3 separate regions of the Mus musculus genome follow, and regions 1 and 3 are each linked to region 2. The links are chromatin contacts, called in public Hi-C and HiCAR-type maps. All regions are on one chromosome and are shown on one strand. Each heading gives the region's core, a stretch centred on a gene start, on an enhancer-like site or on the middle of the called end of the contact. The rest is flanking DNA. Distances are from core to core; before and after follow the strand shown.

Evidence for each region. Hi-C and Micro-C count contacts between places; a contact is called where the count stands out from the background. HiCAR-type assays count read pairs that join an accessible place to other places.
Region 1: a contact with region 2 is called in a HiCAR-type map of astrocytes, with 2.1 times the contacts expected there. The contact joins two enhancer-like sites. A contact is called at or near these places in 2 of 484 Hi-C or Micro-C datasets (the N1E-115 cell line and nephron progenitors) and 1 of 115 datasets of contacts at active chromatin or transcription factors (astrocytes).
Region 3: a Hi-C map of cortical neurons shows a contact between it and region 2, with 5 times the contacts expected there. The contact joins two enhancer-like sites. A contact is called at or near these places in 5 of 484 Hi-C or Micro-C datasets (cerebral cortex, cortical neurons and nephron progenitors) and 1 of 115 datasets of contacts at active chromatin or transcription factors (neural progenitor cells).

The regions. Positions count from the first base shown.
Region 1 is chr3:21,949,807-21,954,438 of GRCm38.p6, reverse strand. The region is part of intron 1 of Gm31813 (a long non-coding RNA gene); the gene reads left to right. Among named protein-coding and RNA genes, the nearest start is that of Gm31813, 12 kb to the left of the region's middle. Within about 2 kb of position 1,463, at least 218 of the 459 cell types and tissues checked have an H3K27ac peak or open chromatin away from gene starts, as enhancers often do. A contact at or near this core is called in the N1E-115 cell line and astrocytes, where this site is marked.
Region 2 is chr3:21,562,589-21,567,415 of GRCm38.p6, reverse strand. No RefSeq gene overlaps it. Among named protein-coding and RNA genes, the nearest start is that of Gm31610, 75 kb to the right of the region's middle. Within about 2 kb of position 2,730, at least 151 of the 459 cell types and tissues checked have an H3K27ac peak or open chromatin away from gene starts, as enhancers often do. A contact at or near this core is called in the N1E-115 cell line, astrocytes, cerebral cortex and 2 more, where this site is marked.
Region 3 is chr3:21,890,411-21,895,124 of GRCm38.p6, reverse strand. Gm31813 (a long non-coding RNA gene) reads left to right here. Exons shown (of 8, transcript XR_001783797.2): 4 at 952-1,028. Among named protein-coding and RNA genes, the nearest start is that of Gm31813, 72 kb to the left of the region's middle. Within about 2 kb of position 1,979, at least 67 of the 459 cell types and tissues checked have an H3K27ac peak or open chromatin away from gene starts, as enhancers often do. A contact at or near this core is called in cerebral cortex, cortical neurons and neural progenitor cells, where this site is marked.

The sequences.
Region 1 (4,632 bases), core at 214-2,713, 390 kb before region 2:
GTGGAAGAAGAACACAGACTATTGAAAGTTGTCTTCTGACTTCCACACATATACAATGTTATGGGTACAGTCTCTCTCATACTACACATATATACATACACACATATATTTTTTTTAATAAAAGAATCTCTCTTTGATTTGTTTGAGAGGTTGAACTGATAAAAGCATAGTTACCCTTTGTCACAGGGTCCCTTTCATCCATCTATTCTGTGTGATTGAGACAATAAAGAATGGATTCAGTGAACTGTTGGTAGCTTTAAAATCGAAAGATGTTGACACCTACAAGAATGTAAATATTTAAAAGATTAGGACAGCTGGGCATGGTGGTGCATGCTTTTAATCCCAGCACTTGGGAGGCAGAGGGCAGGCGGATTTCTGAGTTCGAGACCAGCCTGGTCTACAAAGTGAGTTCCAGGATAGCCAGAGCTATACAGAGAAACCCTGTCTCGGAAAAAAAAAAAAAAAAAAAAAAAAAGATTAGGACACAAAGTTGCATTAACATTTTATTAATTCTTTGATATGGTTTTATAATATTCCCTTAACTTCCCTCAACTCCTCCTGATCCATCTCCACCTCTCTACCCACCCAACTTTGTGTTCTCTCTCTGTCTTACTCCCGATCTAACCCATCAAGTAAGTTGTGGGGGTTTTTTTGTTTTTTTGTTTTTTGTTTTTCTTTTTTTTAGTTAAAGAAAATGAGATTTTACCCACGAAAGTGGAAGGGTGGAGTTGTTTCCTGTTTGAGTCTGGTTCAACAGTGAAAGAGAGCTGCTTGAGAGCTTGCTTCATAATGGCAGGAGGCCCAGAACAGCCTGTAAAATGGAAGCTGGTCTCCGGGTGTAGGAAACCCCAAGACTCGTGGCAACTCTGTCAGCATCCCCATGATACATTCCTGGCCAGTGTGAATCCTGCAGCATTATTCACTGAGAGTTTTCCGGAAAAGACTTTATTCTTTTTGGAGACTAGAAAGTTAACCAATTGCCTAAAGCTATGTCGTTGACGCTCCCACAGTTAGTGTGGTGTGAATTGGGGGCATGCTTGGTGCCCCAGCTCCCTTCAGTTTGGTGTGAGAGAAGGAAGAGTGGCATGCTTAGTGCCCTGAGCATCCTTCAGTGTGCTGTAAGGCAAGGAAGACACATGCTTGGCGTGTTGAAGAAGCAACAGCACTGCCCAGGTGCAGTTTAAAGGCTGTTCCTGTGCTCTAGGTTTTTGAATTGTTGCTATCATGATGTCCCGGCTGCCATCAGTGCTGACTGATTTTGGTGAGGTCTTGGCCGGCTCTTCAGTCTGGTGCTCTGCCTGGTGACCGAGTCTTTCCTGTTCGCATGCTGATCATACTTGGAAATTATGAGTCATTGAAATGCAGTCATGAATACTGGGGGTGGGGAGATTAGAAGGGAAAGTGCAGCCAGGACTTCCTGTTCCAACTCAGGGTCATTATCTAGGGGCAAGCTGGGAACTTCTATGGTGATGGGACGCCCACATTCAGCCGCCTGTGTTTGCAACACAGAGAACTGATTTAAGGAGGGCATGGGGAGCCCCTGTACAAAAAGAAACAATTCAGCCTTTTGTAGATGCCAGGGTGGACCTTCCACTTACTGCTAGCTGGTGAGACTCTTAACTATTTGCATTGGCCTGCCCTCTTCCAATGCCCAGCAGCTGCAGCTGCAGCCCTATTTAAAACAACAGGGCAGGATTAGTAACATTACCGATTTAACAGGAATTAGAAGACTTACATTCAGAGAGTGTAGGTAATTGACACCAACAGCACTTTCCTTGTAATTCATGTACTCTGATTGATTTCATTCCCCAGCTAGTCTTACGAGAATGACCAAAGCATAGTCAGCTATCAGATTACTGTGCAAAGGATATAAATGAATATTACCCTGCTATCTATGCTAGTGCTGGCAGTAAGTTTCTAAGTGGTTTGGCTTCAGAAGTCAGCCTAATTACACACTAATATAAAAGACCAGCCTTAGAACATTTCTTTGTAAGGGACAGTTTACAACTTCACAAATTGTGAAGTCAACATAAAGAACATTTGTTACTGACAGGTGCATCACTCATTGATGACTTGGGGATGTGCTTAAGAGAATGAGTCTCTCTCTCTCTCTCTCTCTCTCTCTCTCTCTCTCTCCCTCCCTCCCTCCCTCCCTCCCTCCCTCCCTCCCTCCCTCCCTCCCCACCTCTGTCATGTGTGTGTGTGAATGGAGGCCTGAAGTCTAGATACAGTATCATGAGCTGAGCATGGTGGCACACGCCTTTAATCCCAGCACCTGGGATGTAGAGGCAGGCAGATTTCTGAGTTCGAGGCCAGCCTGGTCTACATAGTGAATCCCAGGACAGCCAGGGCTACAGAGAGAGATCCTGTCACAAACAAACAAACAAAACAAAACAAAACAAAACAGAACAGAAAGACTGTTTGCCTTCTTTGATCACTCTCTGCTGCCAAGCCCTTTGAACGGTGTCAGGGATAGAGCTGACTTGGGTGGTAAGGGACTGAACTAAAGATAAACAGACACCGGGAGATGCATTGGGTACGCTTGGCTCTCTGATGGAGAACCTGCAGCATTGAGCAGCTTGGCATGTTGGTATAAAGTTAAATAGGGAAGTGGGGTTATCACATACAGCCGAACAGGAGGCAGGGTTTACCAGTCCTGGCAGAAGCTGTCTCTGTAGGAGAATAGTCTCCAGGTTATACATATCTGGCACAGGAAGTCTAGGATGGACATTTTCTGCACACCTTGTCAATATCCACACACTGACAACAAGAAGGCTTTGCCTTTCCTGTGGCCTCACGTGGGAGGAGCATTGCTTTGTGATTTTTCTCATGGTTCTGAGGCATTGGAGTCTTTGAAATGGCGGTGGCAGTGCCCATGTCAGAGGAACACGTTTACTTGGGACGCCATTCAGTCAGGCCTTCCTCTCCTTCCCGCACTTCAAACCTAGCACTCATCGACTCCACACGGCTGGCTGGTTAGTGAGCTCCAGGCTTCTTCCTGTCTCTGCCTTCCCAGTGCTGAGATTAAAAACCATGCTCTTCAAAACAACAACAACAACAACAACACATCAGTTTTGCATGGGTTCCAGTGATCTGAACTCAGGTCCTCATGATTGCTAGGAACTTGACCAACTGCCAACTGGACCATCCTTCCAACCCAAAGGAAGAATTTTATAAACTGTAGGTAGATATGTGTCTTCTTAAATCCCCTAAAATCACCCCCCCCCCCCTACACTAGTGCTGTTGTAAATGACCTCATTGCAGAAGTTTCCGTGGGTGAGATTTGAATCATGAATTATCACCATATTTGATCCCAGCTCCACACTCTACTTAACAATGCTGAGCACAGATGTTTAGTAAGTGAGGATGAGATGTAGTATTAGATCCGTGGAATCTACTCTCAAAACCTGAGGAACAATGGAAGAGAAGAGGTAGCTAGGACACAATTTGAAATCAACCCTGATTATGTTTGTCTGGATATCTATGGCAGGCACGCATGCTCTGGGACTGGCAGACAGGCATGCTCTAGGACTGAGCCATTTCTCTAGCTTTCTGTTTCTTCTGGTGACTTTCATTCAGCCGTCTGAGACCAGCCAGAGTGCCTCACCTTGCTGTCTTGCTGTATGTCCCCGGGCTCCTGTGCTGCCTCTCCCTACCTTAGAATGCCTGTGTTGTTTTCTTCCCTTAATTCTTCAAATCAGTTTAAGGGCCACACCCTGAAGTCCCTGGAAGATTCCAGTCTCCTCCAAAGCTTCGACCTCCTGTTCTCTCTGGAAGCCTGTGACTAAATAAGCCCCCATCCACACCCAGCCCAGTGAAGGGGAAGTACGTTTTTTTTAAAATCAGGAATCTCAAGATAATTATCTAACTTTAGGATCTGTAACAATCCCTGACACAAACGATGCTTGATAAGTTTTGCAAATGGTTTGTGAACTCTGATAAGTCAAATTTCTGTGATGCCACCACATTCAAGCTGCAATTGTAAACATTTTCCTACACCCCCCCCACACACACCCCCACCCACACACACACACCCTGTTAGAGGTAATCAAACAGTTTTACAAAACCTTACATTATTTACACCCAATTTGGCTAAGATTTTCTGAAAGTTAACCTCCACTAGTGCAGCTACACCAGGAAAAGCCTGGGCCTTAAGATTGGTCTCAGTAAAGAAGAGAGAACAAGGTGGCCTTGAGGGACAGGGTTTTTTGGAAGATGAAATGGGTAATTTGAAGAAGGAGCTTAACTTTTGCTTGCCTCTGACTCTAACAATTTAAAAAGAGAAAGTGCTTATTTTGGCTATTTTTAGAGACTTTGTAGTTGTCTGGCTGCATTGGTTAGTGTTTGACAAGACAAGGACACAATGGAAGAAGGCTGCCCATCTTGTGAAAGACAGGAGAGAAAGACTTAGGAGAGAGAGAGAGAGAGAGAGAGAGAGAGAGAGAGAGAGAGAGAGAGAGAAACTATGTGGCATTGAGTGAACACACAAGCTGGGATAAGCCGTGGTCCCCCAGGATCCATCCCCCGTGACCTCTTCCCTCCAACCAGGCCTTATGTCCTAACAGCCCATTTTGTCATACATCCGTTCTTCTAAACCCTGACAGCTTTTGGGTGCCAGAAAGCTAACTACCT
Region 2 (4,827 bases), core at 1,481-3,980:
GCCTTGTGCCTGAGGAGGCCAGAAGTGACCATCAAATTCCCTGGATCTGCAATTACAGATGGTTGTGAGTCTCCCTTATGGGTCCTGGAACTGAACATCTCTGCAATGGTAGCAAGAGATGTTAACCACTGAACCATCTCTTTAGCTCTGATGCACTCCTCTTCACGTTCTTGATGACTGTAAACTGAATGTACAGTCTGCATATTCACACACACACACACACACACACACACACACACACACACACACACATACACACACACACAAACACACACACAATCAACTCAAGACACCAGCTATTCTCAATCAAGAAAATATTGAATAGAAATAAAAGTTATTAGAGTATTGTAAAATTAATAGTGACTGTCTTTTTCCTTTACAGACATTTATTCTAATTTGAACTTATTTTCTTCCTTTCCTTCCCAAATATTGGGATTATAGGTATGCACCACAGTGCCTGGTTTATAAGGTCCTTGGACTTGAACTAAGGGCCTGGTACATGCTAGGTACTCTATCAGCTGAGCTATATCCACACTATCCCCAATTTGAACTTCCAAGATGAAAAAGGTATGATATTATATTAATCAAAATATAACAAAAGTATATTTCCAGAAGTTTTTTTTTTTAATTAAAGTAACGCTATGTCTCAAAGCTGTGAATAAGCTGCTTATTGTGAATTTTTCTTTATATTTTTCTAAGTTCTTCTAGAGCTGTTACTGTCCATGTGACCCCAGGAGATTGAAGGCCATACCACATTTAATCAGTAGTCTTGTTTTGCCAGAGGGAGAAGAGATTGGTTGTACCCTGACTAAAATGCTCCATCTGTTACAGTGGCCTTCACAGTCTAGTCTCTGTCAACTCACCTGCCACACACACCATTCCAGTTATTAGAAAAGAAGTTTAGAAAATCAGCAGTCACTCCCTAGATAGATATCTTTTAAAAGGCTGTTCCTGACCCTTCTCTCCCTGAGGAGCTGTTGGCAGTTAAGAACTCTGAGGGGGAGAGGAGCCATTTTCTCCAGTGCTGCAGCCACTGGTTAGATGGCTGTGCTCCAGTAAATAACATCCCATCCATACTCTTGCATAAAAATCCTGATTATACTCAGTGGATCACACACAAAAACGATGATACCTGGAGTGAATCTGATCAAATTATACTATATGCATCAGACAATCCTTAAAGGAAACCAGTGTCATTCACCTGGTTGACCTGATTCAATGCTCTTTCTCACCAGCACCTGCTTTGCTGATGACACCAGGACCCTTTCTAGGTCCTCACCACCCCACCCCACCCCTGCTGTCCTGTGTGGCTACTTGCACCCTCACAGAGTGAAACTAGGAGGTGGTTCTTTGTGAATCACTTTTCTGTGTCCTCCAGTCTGTCCTGTGGTGAGTTTCCTTGCTGGGTGTGACCTACTGACCTACTGCTTGCAGATCACTTTCCTTGAACACTCCAGGGTGTCCTGAATGAATGGGGCCCTGGGTTAGAACAAGCTGAGATGACCAGTTGTCTCACAGAGACGGTTCTGGAATTCATGGCTTATTTTCTGAAAGATAAGAAAGAACAAGTGTCTGGCTGAAGTTTCATTGTGCTGTGTGGAGATGGAGTGTCATCTGATTGCCCACTGAAGTCCAGTGTTAGTGAGAAGCATCAGACTACTCAAGGAGATGGGGGATGCTGAAGACTGCAGAAGGAAAGGACCAGTAGGAATTGGGTTGTGGAGAGCAGTCTGGGCTCTGGGGGACATGCCTGTAATAGAGCTCCACCCCTGACCTCCACATCACAGAAGCCTTTGAGTAAGGCTTTAAGTTTGCATCTGAAAATCTTTAGCTCAGTTCTTAGCTTTCTTTATCTCTTTCGAGAAATAAATTTTCTAGACCTCTGTCCTCTCATTTGTAACCAAATATATTGGGCCAAAATGCTCTTAATTCTAAAGTTCTGTGGTATGTAAGTTTTTTGAAAAGTCCATAAAAGTGACTCATTAGCTAATATAGAACTGAATTGTGTGGCCACAAAGAAAATCTTTTTGTTTGTGTTTTTGAGACAGGATTCCAGTATGGACCCCTAGCTGGGATTCACTATGTAGATCTCAAGTGAGCTGCCACTTTCCTGCCTTCTGCCTCCCACGCTCTAGGATACACAGGCATGATCACTCATGCCTGGGCAAAAATAGATTTTAAACTCTCTCTCTCTCTCTCTCTCTCTCTCTCTCTCTCTCTCTCTCTCTCTCTCTCTCTCTCTCCAAAGATAAAAACAAACCAAAAGCACAGAGTGGATTTAGACACATCCTTCCTACTCAGGCGTGTTGAGGCTGTAGCTCTGGGCACAGAGGAGTGAATAGGTCAGGGCATTTCCCTGAAGCGTGGACAGACAATCTTCCACTGCTCCCTCCCTCCATCTCCATGTTCCTTGTCAGGATCTAAAAGTCAGACTGGGAGCTCACCTTTCAGGGCTGCTTCCTACACCCAAATACTCCCTAAAACCAAGAGCCTTTCCACCCTCAGCCTTGTCAAATCTTTGGCCAATTAATTAGTCCCTAACCCATTAGACCCGAACCTCACATGATGCTTTCTTCAGACAGAGTCAGGGTTCTAAAAAACTGCCCAAGCTTGAGTCTTCCTTGTATCTCTTAGTCCCCTTTCCTTAAGGATGAGGCTGCCACTGCCCCACTGTTCTGGAAGCTCATAGTATTGGCTGCTCAATTCTTTGGAAACCCAGCACAGCTTCCCCTCCCCCCAGCTGCCTTGGCAACAAAGATGAAAAAGGTTCTCAGAACAGTCCACAGCCAAGAAGGGCTCTCTGGGAGACGCTCTTCTGACAGAACCAGGCTGTTAAGACAGAGTCTATTTTCTTCATGCTTAAAATACATTGCTGTGTGTGTGAGCTGCCTCCGGGTTTGGGTGACAAGTTCTCCTATTTTTGTCACATTGCCCTGGTTTCACTGCTCTCCCACCACCCAGTGTCCTGAGAAGTCCTTCTGAGTGACAAAATGTCCCCTTTAATAAATCAAACCGTCCATGTGGGGATCACACCACTTGAAATAAGACCCTGTGGAATGTGGGCAAGCCAAGCTGTTGCTGGCACTGCAGCAGCCCCTGAGCTGGAATCTCCAGCACACATGCTTTGATTTAATTGGCCTAATGAGTCTGGGCTGGATGTGACCACATGATCAATCAGGTTCTAGTTATGAGATGTTGAAAAATGGGATTACAGTAGAGAAAAGGCTTTTGGCAAATTGACTACAGCCAGGAAGCTGAGAAGGCTTGATTTAACAATCGAATCGTTTTCCCTTTATTTTTGTCCCATCCCTTGCATGCTGATAAATCACAACAAAACTGAGGTGGGTGCCTTACTTGTATGTATTATTCATCTTGCAAGTCCCTGCTCTGTTTTGATCTAAAAATGCTTTTGTTTTTCAAACGCAATAGGTTTTGTCTTGTGTGACACTAAAAACAAAACAAAACAAAACAAAACAACAACCTCCCCACCCCAAAAAAAAAAAAAAAACCAATGAAGGTTTGCTGTCTAGAACAATGAAATGCCCTTATTAGAATCTTGTTGTCCTTGTAATAGACTGGGGAAGGGAGATAAGTGTATTTTGTATAGACGTGTACATATATGAAATCATTAGTTTGAACACTTACCTGCAAGTTTAGTTACTTATCAACCCCAGTCATTTCATTACTGTTTATATAATGAGGCCCTTGATGGGCTAGCAAGATTCTGGCATGTGGGTCCCCTCCCCCCATGTTTTTCTGTGCTTGCTCAAGGGAGGAAGGCCTTGAGTCATTTCAGGACAGAGGCTCCTTGAGCAGACATTGTTCCACTGTGGGAAATTAAGGGAACTTGGCAAGCATGGTTGGTTTTCTTCTTGACTCGTTAGGCCTGAGGGAAACACAGGTATCAGTGGCATACGGCATTCTGCTAGTCATCTCTAAAAATCTCTACAGAGAATTTTTACTTGTTATTTAACTGATCTTTGGTCAAACTTGTAAGATTGAAACAAATTTACTCAACTTTGGGAACTGGTTAACTTCTTACTGTTTAAATACATAAAGTTTTTTCCTTCATTTCCTTTGTAATGTGGGTGAGAGGTTTTATTTTATTTTAGTTCTTGCCCTGGAGCTTCCTTTCAACATTAGTGGGAATAGAGAATCTTAAATTTCTAGAATATTCTGAGCAAAGGCACTCTACTGCCGAAAGGACATTTTCATATGCCACACTACACTGTTTTTGTACATCTTGGCCCAGGGAAGTTCTTAATCACTCTGCTGTCAAGGAGCATATGGTTTGGATCTAGGCTCCACCCCTCATTAGCAGGTTTTCATGAATGAGATGGTAACCAAAGACCACTGCATAAGTCATGATGCAATGTGTCTGGCAGAGCTGAAGGTGTCCTAAAGAGATACCCATGTCTCTCTATGACTATCAAACCACTGGAACAGGAACCCTAAGAAATGGGAATTTCCCCACAGTAGGAGAACAAAACATGCCAGCCGGACTGGAAACTTAGCTCTCTGAAAGAATGAAACCCTTGCAACTAGGCTGAAACCACACCTTGACAAGACATAGGACAGCCTGTCCATAGCCATTTGTTTATCTCATTTCAGGATGATGAGGGAGAGTTTCACTGGATCTCTTCATCCCTCTTTCGCAAGTGGCCAGTTTAAATATACCTCTCTTTCTCTTTGCTTTTATTATCAATGTTATTGTTATTAATTTTTTGGCTCTTTTAATTGGTTATTGAAGGTGGACAGTTGAACTAGATTTGTTAGTGTATAGGCTGTGATCTTAAAGGCTAGTAATGGTGACTTCTGAGAAACTTC
Region 3 (4,714 bases), core at 730-3,229, 330 kb before region 2:
TGAAACCTGAAATAAAGAGAGGACAGGATTGTAAATGAAAAATGGGACAGAGCTGCAACTAATTAATTCTGGAGGGCAACTACTAGCGACCCAAAGATGTCAGCTTCCTAATTTTGGAAGTGGTACATGTTAATGTTAAGTTGCAAAATGGGGAGGACGATGAGCAATGTGTGAACACTTTCTAATTTACCATTTTGATTTTTTCTATAAATGTACAATTATTCCAAAATGAAGAGTCTGTTTAAAAAAACAAGAGAACCATATAACATACTTTATTTCTTTTTAAATAATATTTTTATTTTCGACAATGGCATATATTTATACAATGTCTTTTGATCAAACCCATCCATCATTAACCTCCCTCCAACTCATCCTATTGCTCCTCTCCCACACCTCTTTCCTGACCTCATGCCTTCTTTCTTTATTTGTATTAATAACCTCCTGAGGCCAATTAATGCTGCCCATATGCACATAGGTGTGGGGCCATTCACAGGGCCATAGGCAAACTAATATCTGCCATGTTCCATTTTATTTCTTCTTAAATCCATAGTTAAGTGACAGAGAAAGCTTCTGAGAAGAAAGAAGCAAGAGAAAAGGAGCCGTCATGGCTTACTTTGTACTGGGAACTCTGGTGCCTTATAACATAACACGTCCAAGTGTAACAAAGCTATCTAAGAGAAAAGCACTCAATTAGGAACAAACAAATCTATAAAAACAGAAAGAGGGGATGAAGCCGAGTCGCTTATAATCCCAGTGAAAGTGGAAGCAGGGAGATCAGGAGTTCAAGGTCATCTCTGGCTGTATGTGGGGCCTAGGGCAGGCTACAGTACCTGCTTTAAAACAAAAAGCATTTATTTTGAAGGTTTTATAATGTATGCTGGCAGTTTTTTGTTTTGTTTTGTTTTGTTTTAAAGATAAAGGCATTTTCTTTCTTGTTTTCTTTTTAAATAGTAAAAACCTAACAACTCCGAGCTTGGTAGAGACCCTGTTTCAAGAGCAAAAAGGAAGAAGGGAGAAGAAGAAGATGGGTAATGTTCTCCTACCGTTAAAACTCTCCCGCACTTGTCTGCCTTTGGAGATTTCTGTGCCAAATTCAACAGTTAAGACTTTGGTGATGGGAAAGATGACGCTTTTCTTGTCCTCTTTGTGTATGTTCAGCTGTGTGTCCATGCACACTTGTGTATCCGTGAAATGCATGTTTGTGCGCATGCATGAGTAAGCCTGATGTCAGTCTCAGGTTTAATTCTTCAGGAGCTATGTATCATGTTTTTCTTAAAGGCAGTGATTCTTACTGGAACCTGGGGCTTGCCCATTAGGCTATGCTGGTTGGCCAGTGAACCCCAGGGATCCACCTGTTCCCACTTGCCCACTGCTTAGATTCACCAACCATCACACCAGACGTTTTACATGGGTAATAGGGATTGAAGTCAGGTTCAAATGTTTACACGGGATGAACTTTTCCTGAGTGGGCCGTCTCTGTAGCCCCACCATGGGACACTTCACTTATCCTTTTTATTCACCATCAAATGTATATATATTTTTTCTGAAAATATTAGCCTTTTGCATTTGACATGTATTGCCAGAGAAGTCACAGGGTAGAATTCTGTAGCCATCTATCAAGGCTTGAGGAGACATGCAAATGTTCTGTGTACCGACTGAGAGGTACTCTGAGCGCATATCACCATTAGTGAAGTGTGATTAGGCAGAGAATGGAATTTTACACTGCTTACCTCTTCTGACTTTTTCATTTGCAGTCCAGCCTTAGCTCATCGGGTACAGATCGGTTTACATCCTTGAATGTGCGTGAAACCAACCTGGGGCTCTTTGGAGCTCTTAATTGCTGTGTGATTTGATATCACAGTGCAGTGAAGCTAGGCAAGCTAATTGTTTTCCTGACTGAATTTCATCCCTCCCTCCCTCTGCCTGGAGGAGGGGATAAAGCAAAAAACAAAGCAGGGAATGTCTCTGGGCTGCACATCTTTCCTTTCCAGCAACATCATTTGTGATGGGTAGCAGCCTCGTCATCACACAGTCGATCATGATGAGGGATAATTATAATCCTTAAGTGGTTTCAGCTTTGGGTTGTTAGTAGTGGGAGCAAAATGAGGATGGGTGGGAGTGTGAAAGACAAATATGGTTTACTCAGCTTTAGTGTTCTCTTGCAGCATTTCAGAAATAGAAGAAAGACATTTCTCTGTGCGTCTTGCTGGGGAGCGGAGTTATAGTTCATAGCTACATTGTGTGATGTGAAACACGTACTGGACTAAAATTTATGGAAACAAATTAAATATTTGATTAATCACTTTAACTATTGATCAATTTGTATGGCTTCCTGTACATTGCCTTTTTCATAGCAATCAATAACGTGGGTGATGTATAAACAACATCTTCTGCAATAAATAATTATATTATGTAATGCGGGTTAAATTTAGAAATTGCTGTTTTATTGCATTTCTTCCTCATAAAATGTAGTGCCAAATAGTAATTGACACCGAGTTAGAGGTTTGTAATGCTTTACTTCAAATTTAATCCAGGAATTCTCTCAGAGGATTTACAGAAAGAGATCCCTGGAGCAAGAGCAAGGATGGGAAGCAGGGAGTACCTGAGCCAGGAGGCGGGGGGGGGGGGGGGGGAGGTCAAGACGTGATTGGTGGGGAGGGAAGGAGGGGCAGAGAAATTGAGAAGCCTGGTGTGGCAGATTGTCTCTTTTAGAACCCAGTAAGCCATTGTGATGGAAATGGACATCAGGCAAGGCAGAGTTCAGTTGCAAAAGGCTGAGATTGGAGCCCAGGCCCCCAGGAGGGCAAACTGCCTCTGACAATAAGATGGGAGATTTATTAGGAAGAAACACAAAGCTCTTTCCCTCTCCCTGGTGTTTCTAAAGCATTTAGCCTGCCAGGAGAACCAAGGCTTCTGTTAGCACTAATCACTTCCGGAGCGTCCCCAGTTGCTTTGAGACTAAATGTCTGCTGGCCACGAATCAATTCTCTCCCCACCCCCACCCCAAGGATTAGCTGTTTCATCTTTACGTAGATAATTCAATCATCTCCAAGAGAAATGGAGGCGACCGAAGCAGCTAGAAGCAGAACCAGGGAGCACAGTACACTCTTGTTTGCTCTGGAAGGACACCCTATTCCAAAGGAGAAGGTGGTAGTGGGACTATTTGCAGCACTGTTATCTGAAGGGGCCTTCCGTTGAAAATTATGCAGTAGCTGTATTTGGACCATTCTTTTTTTTCTTTTTTTAATATATTTTTTATTAGGTATTTTCTTAATTTACATTTCAAATGCTATCCCTATACCCTCCACCCCCACCCCGGCCCGGCCCTGCTCCCATACCCACCCACTCCCACTTCTTGGCCCTGGCGTTCTCCTGAGGAATATAAAGTTTGCTAGACCAAGGAGCCTCTTTCTCAATGATGGCCGACTAGGCCATCTTCTGCCTCATATGCAGCTAGAGACACGAGCTGGGGGTACTGGTTAGTTCATATTGTTGTTCCACCTATAGGGTTGCAGACCCCTTCAGCTCCTTGGGTATTTTCTCTAGCTCCTCCATTGGGGACCCTGTGTTCCATCCAATAGATGACTATGTGCATCCACTTCTGTATTTGCCAGGCACTGGCATAGCCTCACATGAGACAGGTATATCAGGGTTCTTTCAGCAAAACCTTGCTGGCATATGCAAGAGTGTCTGGGTTTGGTGACTGATTATGGGATGGATCCCCGGATGGGGCAGTCTCTGGATGGTCCATTCTTTCGTCTTAGCTCCAAACTTTGTCTCTGTAACTCCTTCCATGGGTATTTTATTCCCTATTCTAAGGAGGAATGAAGTATCCACACGTTGGTCTTCCTTCTTCTTGAGTTTCTTGTGTTTTGCAAATTGTATCGTGGGTGTTCTAAGTTTCTGATTCTAAGTTATAAACCCCAATAGATATGCTTTCTAAATCATAGCACACATTTGGGAAGAAGAGGCGTGTGAGGGGAATGAAAGCATATGGTAGGCGTGATCTGACCTTAGTACTGGGAAAGGGCAAGAAGGAAATCCAAAATTTTATACATGAATACACTCATGAATAAGCGCTCTAAAATAGAACTGGCAAAATGACTCAGGAAGTAAGACAGCAAGTCTGGCAATGTGTGTTCAATCCCCAGAACCCATGGGAAAGGTGGAAGAGAAAACAGAGTCCACAGCGTTTTCCTCTGGCCTCTACATATGTGTCCTGAGACATGTACAGAACCCCATCATGTACATATGTGCATGTTTAACATACATAGGCACACACACACACACATATGTGTGAGCATGTGTGTTTGCCTAATACTATTAAGAAATACAATAATTTTAAAAGGCATATTTTACTAATTGAGTTTTAGACCATCCTGATATACACTTGTTTAAAAAAAATCGATTGAAAAAAAATCTCTCAATATTTATCACAAAACATAACTTGAAAATTAAGATCCATTTGGAAAGGGGCAAGAATCAAAGGAAGATGGCAGCTAAGCATGAATTGCTTCTGCAAAACTGTTTGCACCCCATGGTTCAGGGAGAAGCATCATTTCCTGCAGTGCCTGACCAGATCTCTTCAACCAGCTGGAGTGATGTGAGAACTCTAACATCAGCTCCAAGCCCCCAAGCCCAGCCAGCCTATGATTTACCTTCTCTGTAAATAAGACGTTTTTGAATTTCCAGTTTGGCCTCTTCTGCCAGTTCA